Regions from separate parts of the Mus musculus genome. Here regions 1 and 2 are each linked to region 3. The links are chromatin contacts, called in public ChIA-PET and promoter capture Hi-C maps. All regions are on one chromosome and are shown on one strand. Each heading gives the region's core, a stretch centred on a gene start, on an enhancer-like site or on the middle of the called end of the contact. The rest is flanking DNA. Distances are from core to core; before and after follow the strand shown. Region 1 holds the start of Stxbp3 (syntaxin binding protein 3). Region 2 holds the start of Gpsm2 (G-protein signalling modulator 2 (AGS3-like, C. elegans)). Region 3 holds the start of Cyb561d1 (cytochrome b-561 domain containing 1).

The links. Promoter capture Hi-C pulls out the DNA fragments that hold promoters and counts their contacts. ChIA-PET counts read pairs in DNA pulled down with a chosen protein or histone mark.
Region 1: a contact with region 3 is called in a promoter capture Hi-C map of pre-B cells, with 2.8 times the contacts expected there. The contact joins the promoter of Stxbp3 here to the promoter of Cyb561d1 in region 3. A contact is called at or near these places in 3 of 39 promoter capture datasets (erythroid cells, neutrophils and pre-B cells), 1 of 484 Hi-C or Micro-C datasets (pre-B cells) and 1 of 115 datasets of contacts at active chromatin or transcription factors (pancreatic cancer cells).
Region 2: an RNA polymerase II ChIA-PET map of effector CD8 T cells shows a contact between it and region 3, with 7 read pairs. The contact joins the promoter of Gpsm2 here to the promoter of Cyb561d1 in region 3. A contact is called at or near these places in 2 of 39 promoter capture datasets (liver and pre-B cells), 1 of 484 Hi-C or Micro-C datasets (CD4 T cells), 1 of 115 datasets of contacts at active chromatin or transcription factors (effector CD8 T cells) and 2 of 9 other capture datasets (liver and pancreatic islet).

The regions. Positions count from the first base shown.
Region 1 is chr3:108,839,067-108,841,971 of GRCm38.p6, reverse strand. Stxbp3 (syntaxin binding protein 3) reads left to right here and starts at 1,470. Exons shown (of 19, transcript NM_011504.1): 1 at 1,470-1,552. The coding sequence starts at 1,504.
Region 2 is chr3:108,721,020-108,723,719 of GRCm38.p6, reverse strand. It overlaps Gpsm2 (G-protein signalling modulator 2 (AGS3-like, C. elegans)), which reads left to right and starts at 1,421. Exons shown (of 15, transcript NM_029522.2): 1 at 1,421-1,679.
Region 3 is chr3:108,199,485-108,202,204 of GRCm38.p6, reverse strand. It overlaps Cyb561d1 (cytochrome b-561 domain containing 1), which reads left to right and starts at 1,371. Exons shown (of 3, transcript NM_001081320.2): 1 at 1,371-1,578; 2 at 2,043-2,080; 3 at 2,490-2,720. The coding sequence starts at 1,431.

The sequences.
Region 1 (2,905 bases), core at 221-2,720, 640 kb before region 3:
GTGTCAGAAAAGATCCCTCTTACCTGTTACTTAAATGTAATCTTGGTTGTCAGCAATTTACCGAAATGTGCTGTTTTAGTATCTCTGATTCTTCTCATACTATTGACAAGTATTGATGGAGAAATAAATAAACAAAATCTTTCAAACAAATGTTGACCGACAACATGGCTAAGATGGCTCTCCCCTTCTTTGGCCTGCTAATGTTTCTACTGGCTACCATAATTGGGCCCTGCATCCACCAAACAAGGCTAGAATCATTGCCACTTGACAACATTATTAAAGACAGTCCCCTATCAAGGATTTGAGAAGGACACAAAGGTCAAGGGGAGAATGAGAAACCTGCCTGACTCCATTTTTAAGGTAGGAGACATTTTGTTGTATTGTTAAACACAAAGTTTCGTTTATTGTAAGAGTTGAGTTTCTGTTTTTAAGTTTCTGTTTCTTGGAACCTGCCCTGCACCACCCTGTGACCATGACTTGTTTTTGAGAACACTTTGACCCTCCCTTATCACTAAGTACTTGGTTTTTGTCCTTTTGAAATTTTCCTATACTTCCCAACTGCCCTGTTGTCTTGCTTCTGTAACACTGTTTTGCAACTACTTGTTATTTTGCTCCTTAAAAGGGACTCTCAGCACTTCTCTCTCTAACCCCTAATTGGCCAGGTCTCTGGTGCTCCTGGATATAATAAAGCTTGCTTCAATTTTAGCTCTAAAATTATGGTAGTGGTCTTACTCCTGCCTTGTGGAATTAACAATTCTAGGAATCGTGCTCTATAACTTAAAATGTAAAATTCTTCATAGGAATAAGAGGGTCTCTCATTTCTTAGACTTTTCTGAAACTCTATCACAGTTCTGGGAACACTGGTGGTTACCTTACAGCTTAAATAATCAATGATCTTCAAAAATTATTAAAATGAAGTTGAGAGGGATAGACTTCCCATATGGCGGTTGAACAGGCTTCTGAACAGTATAGTTTGAATTGCTTTGCTGAATGAAACATTATTTTGTAAAGCATAAAGTCTCCGTATTGGGGATGGCAGGATGTGTCTTGACAACTTAGGTTCCATCCCAAGACCCACACTGTGGAAGATGAGGTCTTCTGACCTTCACCTGCGAGCCTTGGTATGCACACATGCATACATACACACAGATAAATGTAAAATAAAAAAGACCCGGTATGTATAAATTCATAATTGTATAAATTGTGTTAGTTCACATATTTGCTTTCTGATGCCAAATTGGACACTGAGATATGGGTTATAGTAGGCTTCCGCTAGGGGGCGCCAGACAGTGCACAGAAGTCTGACCACACTACGCAGCCGCAGTCCAGGCACAGGCGGGACACGCCCTAGTTGATGCGCGTGACGTCACCTGAGGGCGCGGCCCGCGGAGGGGGCGGAGCCTCCCCACCGCGAGGGGAAGGGCCCGCCCCCGAGCGCAGCTTTCAGGGCCAAAGTAGGTTGCGAGTGGGAGGCGGTGGCTGTAGCTCCACGGCTGGGGGAAGATGGCGCCGCCGGTATCGGAGCGGGGACTGAAGAGCGTCGTGTGGCGGAGTGAGTGCGGAGGGGTCAGGGATGAGGCCGGGAAGGGTCGGCTGTACGGGGGTCTTCTTTCCCGCTGCAGCTCTGCAGCCTCTCTGGGAGCTGCATGGGCACTTGTTGCTTTGGGACCAAGTCCCTGGCTTGACTCCTTCCGGCTTGCCCAGAGTCGGGTTTCGTGCCAGCACCAGGGATGGGCGGGGTGGCCAGACGCGGCCTTCTCCGCGGCTTTGGCCAACTCTCACCCCGGTGAGGTTCTTCCGCAAAGCCCCACCCTTGGGCGACCTGACTCGGGCCGACTTTCCCTCCCAAGTCCCTGTGCTGTCCCGGGACAGCTCTTCCCATTGCACCCCCCTCGCCACACCAGGCACGGACGTCTCTCCATCCGACACAGTCTGAGCTCTGTGTTACTACTCTGTCCCGCCCTCGTCCCCGTGTTTTCAGAAGCCGCTTGGTGTCCCATATTCATGTTAGCACCGAGGGTTTTTACTACCATCCTTTTCAGTGTCTTGTCCTTTAAAAAGTGCAGGCGTAGCTTTTCAAGAGCGCCTTCTGCCACTGTTCCAAGAGAATATGACTTGCTTTAAAAAAAAAAAAAAAGAGTTCTTGAGAAAGCAACAGCGGACTGTTAAAGTTTTATCTAGTATCCGGTCCCTGCATAGTCTGCTCCTTGTGTTACAATTGGTCTTCTTGTTGGTTCGACCAACTTTAATGACTTTTATTAAAATGACACCAAACCTAGGTCTGCCAGGTTAGAAGAGCAATGAAAGCAGCAAACCGGAAGGACCTTCCTTGTTTGGCATCTCTGGGTTCTAAGTAATTATAGTCTAGTAGTAGAAAAGGAATAACGTCTTATTAGTGTTTCTTACTCCGACTTGGGGAACAAGGAACAGAATAGGAATTAGCCAACAGAATTCTGCCTTCAAGAATTCCTTGTATAAAATTAAAATCCAAAACAGTACAGGCATGGTGTTTACCATATAGAAGGTACTAAATAGATAAGTAGACTTTGTGAAATACAAAATTATCCTTTCATATTTATTATTTTCAAATTTATCCTTTCTGGGGGCCTGCAAGGTGGCTGAGTGGGTAAAGGTGCTTGCTGTCAAGCCCAAGGACACGAATTGCATCCCCAGGGACCCACGTGATGTAAGGAAAGCACTGACTTAGGCAGATTGTCTATATTGACTCTCATACGAAAGTGGGTGACAAATTGTGCTGAAGAAATTACTTCTGAGTTATAATGGCACCTTATATCAGGGCTTATGAGAAAAAGATACCGTTATGCTAGTAACGCCAGTATCAATAGCATGAAGATAACAGGCTTTCCCTGTTCTTGTTAACTTAGGGTAACACCAGGCTCACCAC
Region 2 (2,700 bases), core at 172-2,671, 520 kb before region 3:
TTTTGTTTTTTGACCATTAAATGTCTTCAAGTAGAAGAATGGCACAATCTCATGGATGCATGCGTTTGGAAAGAAGATTTACAAAACAGTTCAACTGATTAGGAAGATAGACATTGCTGATAGCTGAGATAAAAAGTCCAATCTATGAGAGAAGGGGGCACAGGAAAGAAACGATTCGCTTTGGCTATGCAGAATTTAAAATACTTTTTATTGTGGTTTACTGTACCAATTCCCACAAAGAATTTATGAGTATGGAAGAATTATAATATCTACCTCTGAAATAGTACAACCAGCTAATTCAGCTTTTTATAAGAACTTGGTATTAAGGGTGCTCGCTGATAATAATAAGAGAACCACTTATTGAACAGCTTCGATGTGTCAGCAGCTGTGTTAACCATTTCATAAACTTTACCTCCTGAAGCATCATGACAGACCTTATTAGAGGAGGTCTCATTATCTGTGTTTTACAGCTGAGGAAGCTAAGGCTACAGAGGACAGACGCCTAACTGGTTCAAAATCAGTCAGTAGGAAGAGGCCCGAGCTGAAATTCAAACCCAGGTCTGGCTGGTGCTAACACTATCTCTATACAGTTTTCCATGACACACATATAGTGGTCACGGCCATCACCACAGAGATGCTGAAACTAGAATTTCTTTAACAGGTGCCCAATCCTGTAAAACATTAAAATTTCATCCCAGTGGAGAAATAGGCAGTGGCTATAGATAATGTAATGTAACCAACGTCATCAGCTTCACAGCAGAGACTCTAGTTTAAACATTTGATGAACAAGCTAAGATCTATTTTTTGGTGAACTTGATATGAAGGCATGAATAGAATGGGAATGCAAGCCGCCGGAGCGGATTAAATTCGCCATCTCTGCTTTTCCTGGGAACCAGCGATCCTGCAGTCAGAAGAAGTTTGCTTTCCCAACATCTGGAAACGCCAGAACTGTGTGTGACACTGCCTCAAGAACTGAGGCTCCTTGTTCAGACTTTCACACGGGACCCTCTGTTCCTTTCACACAGGCCTCTTTCTTTCTCACATCTGCCTCTTGGAAGACTTTCCCAGGGCGGGACTGAGCCTGCAGGGAAAGAGGCAGTGGACTGGGGCTCCTGGGTTCAAAGTCTGAACTAGACCCAGCTTGAACTCTGATGTTTATTGTCCCACTTTTCGCCATCTGAAGGAGAAATTCGAGGACAATAAGCTTCTAGTTGGCGGAGGATCTATCCGCAGCAGAGGAGAATCAAGCGCTACAGTCCGAGAGGCAAACCCCACACACAGATCTTTAGAAGGAGGGAGCCCTGGCTCGTCTAGCCCCGCCCTCCACCCGCCTAGCCCCGCCCCACCGGTGCCATTGGCCGGTCCAAAAAACGCGGGGCGTTGTCAGTTTGAATGGGCGAGCCTGGAGCTAGGCGCAGGCGCAGAGGAGTACAGGCGCTGAGGGAGCCTTGCTGGCGGTGAGACCCTCTGAGAGGCCAGGGGGAGGCCGAAGCTCTGGCCCACGTGACCTGCCGGGGGCGGGCGCCCGGGGCGCTCGCCAGCCTCCCGCGGTGCCCCTGCTTGGCTCGGCGTCGCCGCCGGGACCCGACTTGGGGAAGCGCCGCGGTTCCTAGTCTACGGCCAGAGGCGCTCATCCCTGCAGCGGTTCCTTGTTCTCAGGAGCCGCGGGCCGGAGGGAGGTGAGCGGAGCCTGAGGGGGTGACCCAGTGGGGTGTGTGGGGGCGTGGGGCGGGGGTCTCTGGACCACCGAGGCTCGACGGGCTCGGGTGACGCTGGGACCCGGGAGCTCCGTGGGGGGCTTCGCACCCGCACCATTTAGGCTGTTGTCCCCTAAGTGAGGGGAGACTGGGGATCGGGCTTCTGCAGACCTTGAAAATACTTGCTGGGATGCAGCGACTTCACGCGTTTTCCGAGCGTAACAGACGGTGGATACAAAGCCGAATCCCAGTGGATTCGAATCCCAGGCACGTCGCCGGCCCCGGGTCTCCACACCAGACACCTTTGTCAAGTCACATTTAAACTCCTGAACTTTTCGGATCCCAGACTTACTGGCAAGCGAAACTGATAGATCGTTGTAACCAGCTTTATAGCAAGCGTAACATGTTTGAGATCTTAGCCGGAAAGCTGTAAACTTAGTATCTTCAGATGAAAAGTGGAAAACGTAATTTCCTTGTATTTTAATGGTAAACAATTAGGTGGCTTTAACAAGTATCATTTGAACTCTGTTGAAACGAGTAATGATGGCAATGTTTATTTGCCTTAATGCATTATTTAAACGCCGGGTAGACTTAGAATAGGTAAGTTCTTGACTCTCCTCTCGGTGCTTTGTGTTGATTGGACTGCTGTGTGGTTTGTGTTGTAAGTTTTTGTCACCAGCGAAGCAGAATTTTCAGACTGCCTCTTTGGAAGGCTAAACTGAAGATTTTCCGGCTTGTTAGTAACCATCGTGATTGCTTCTGGTAAAGAGCACTTTTGCCTGGGGTTTCGACGTGCTAAGAGCAGAGATTCGTTCCGCCTAAGTTCAAAAGCGAAGGTTCCTGTCCTTTGACTTGAGGGCAGTGGGGGAGTTCAGGGATGCCCGGCCGGTTCTAGGCATTCATAGGCCCCTCTTGCAAACTATTTCTAACTTACAATTCGAGGATTGGACTGGTTATGAATTCAGAGACTGTGGAGTATTGTGGAAGCGTGTCCCACGGAAAA
Region 3 (2,720 bases), core at 122-2,621:
GTTGCTGCTAAGAAAATATAAAAACCAGAAACATAGAAAAGGATGGAAACTGATGTAGCCAAATGAGTGAGTGTCCTTACTCTCCGCAGCTCCAACCCGAGAGGCTGGGATGACAGGCAGTGTACACCCCAGCACACACACACTGCACACAGAAACCTGGAGCTGGCATCCCTGGGAATCTTCTCAGAGAGGATGATAAGGCATATGACGCTGAGTGAGCAGGCACCCCAGAGGCTTAAGAGCGACAACTATGGTTCCACTGGGAAAGAACTGAGAGGGAAGGGGTCTCACACCTGACGCCATCCTTGGGTTTTTGTCCTGAGGGTTTGTGGGAGTTAGCTTATGGCCCCTTTCTGGTTTTCTAGCTACTCTGGGCTTCCATCCCTCTACAAATGGCTGTTCTTGCCCTTCCCATGTCTTAAAACCAGCCTTAGTTCCTCAGCCATGCAGAGGTTGAGCTTGGCGATCACTGCTCTAGAAGTGCTGGACAGCTTTTTTTTTTTTTTTTTTTTTAATTATGGTGTCTGTGTGTGGGTATGCGCATGTGATGCCTGCGGAGGCGAGACGTGTGGGATCCCCCTGTAGCTAGTTACAGTCAGCTGTGAGCCCCCTGAGCAAGAGGAATATGCACTCTTAACCACAGAGCCATTTCCCTACCCACTGGACAGCTCATTCTGGTCTCTTCTGTGAGTTTGCCCTGAACGGAGTAAAGCTTCTCCCATATAGAACTCTTTAGGTTGGGTCATACCTTTTTGGAGGTAATAGTGTAGCAGAACTTGGGGTTGTGGAAAGCTCTGGTTCTACTGTGGCGGCAGCAAAGGCTGAAAGTGCCCCATGGATCTGGAATATTTTGAGGGGGCAGCGTGGGAGGGAGGGGATGGGGAGCAACTACGCCTGTAAGCAGGGATGATGAGATTGCTTCTTTTGGTTTTCATACCTGAAGTCATCAGATTAGATCACTAGGTTTTGGCTTTTCATTTATGTTAATACAGGGAGAAATCTTGTCTCTTGAACAAGCCAGAAATGTCTGAGAAGTAAGCAGTCCAGGGAATCCAGTACTTCTAGAAAGCTGCTCAGAACACTGGTTTCATGCTCTTGGGTCAGCGAATCAAGTGTGTGATTTGGGATTTCGCTGGTATCAGTTGCTACCGATGTAATTTTCGCAGACCTCTTGAGATACCCTTATAGACACAAAGATAGAATGAAGGTGGGTTGGGAGCTCGATTAGGTCAGTGGAGGTTTCCGGGAGCCGCCCTTTGGGGCCGAGGCGCTTCCCCCCCACTCTACAGAGGGCGCTGTGGGCACCTCCGCCACACGGCCCCGCAGCTTCCCCGGGGAGGAGCCTCTCCTGTAGCCGCCGCCGCCTCCGCGATAGCAAACCCGGAAGAAGCCTCTGGTAGCTGGATTGTGCCGGCCGGCCTGGCACTGCTATGCATTCCATGGAGGTAGGTCTGGTTCCCGCTCCAGCGAGGGAGCCGAGACTGACCCGCTGGCTGCGGAGAGGCAGTGGGATCTTGGCGCACCTGATAGCTTTGGGCTTCACCATCTTTCTGACTGTGCTGTCCCGGCCCGGAACCAGTGAGTGTGCGAGGCGAGGTGGGGCGGGGCCAAAGAAGGGGCGGAGCCTAGGCGCTGGAGGGGCCGCTTTGGGCGCACTGGGAGACTGGAAACCTGGACCCTCAGCTGAGGAGGGGCGGGTCCGGGAGTGGTTGTAAAAGCGTAGTAGGCGGGTTCCCGGAAGTCCAGGGAGGGTGGGGCTTGAAAAGACAGAACTGATACTTCCTTAGGAGGCCCTACATGGAAAAGCGTTAGAGGGTCCTGGGCAGGCTAAGGTACTCTAGGGACTGGGCTGCAGCAAGTGCAATCCCCAGGCCAAGGGGGTGTAAGGGCCCCTTGACTCCTCCCTTTGTGGTGAGCTCCTGATTCTTGTTTAGGTTTAAGATGATATGCTGACCTTGTGGCCCGGTCTTTGTCATTTACAAACCACGGGACAGTATCAGTGAAGCCCAGCCGTCAGCCTATTCTCTTTGATTCTTACTTAGGTCTTTTCTCCTGGCACCCTGTGTTCATGGCCTTGGCGGTGAGTTCGGATATTCTTAGATTAACTCTTGGGGAGACATTCAGTTTTTCAGCCTAAGGGTCAGAGAGATGGGTTTAAAGAGGGCTTCATCTTTCCCTAAAACCTATAGGATTGGGGAAAGTGGAGTAAAGTGTCAGGTGGCTGAGAAGGTCAGGGAAAGGGGGAACAGAAGATATTTCTCCTCTAGTGCCTAAAAGGAAGACGCAAGAAGGATGTTTATCAAGGCTTTGTCCTCAGAACTCAGTAGAAAGTTCTCAGTAGAATGTTTGCTGTTCTGTGGTCCAGAAAGGATGTGTGTGAGGCTGCAAGTCCTTAGCTTCCCCGTGTCCTTCTGAATGTGTGAGAAGACCTCCTTTTCCTTGCGCTCCATGTAGACTAGAGGCTCACTGGCCTTTCCTTATGATTACAGTTCTGTCTCTGCATGGCTGAAGCTATTCTACTCTTCTCACCTGAGCACTCCCTGTTCTTCTTCTGCTCTCGAAAAACCCGGATTCGACTCCACTGGGCAGGGCAGACCATGGCCATCCTCTGTGCTGTCCTAGGCTTGGGCTTCATCATTTCCAGCAAGATCCGAAGTGAGATGTCCCATTTGGTGTCCTGGCACAGCTGGATAGGAGCCTTGACACTGTTGGCCACTGGA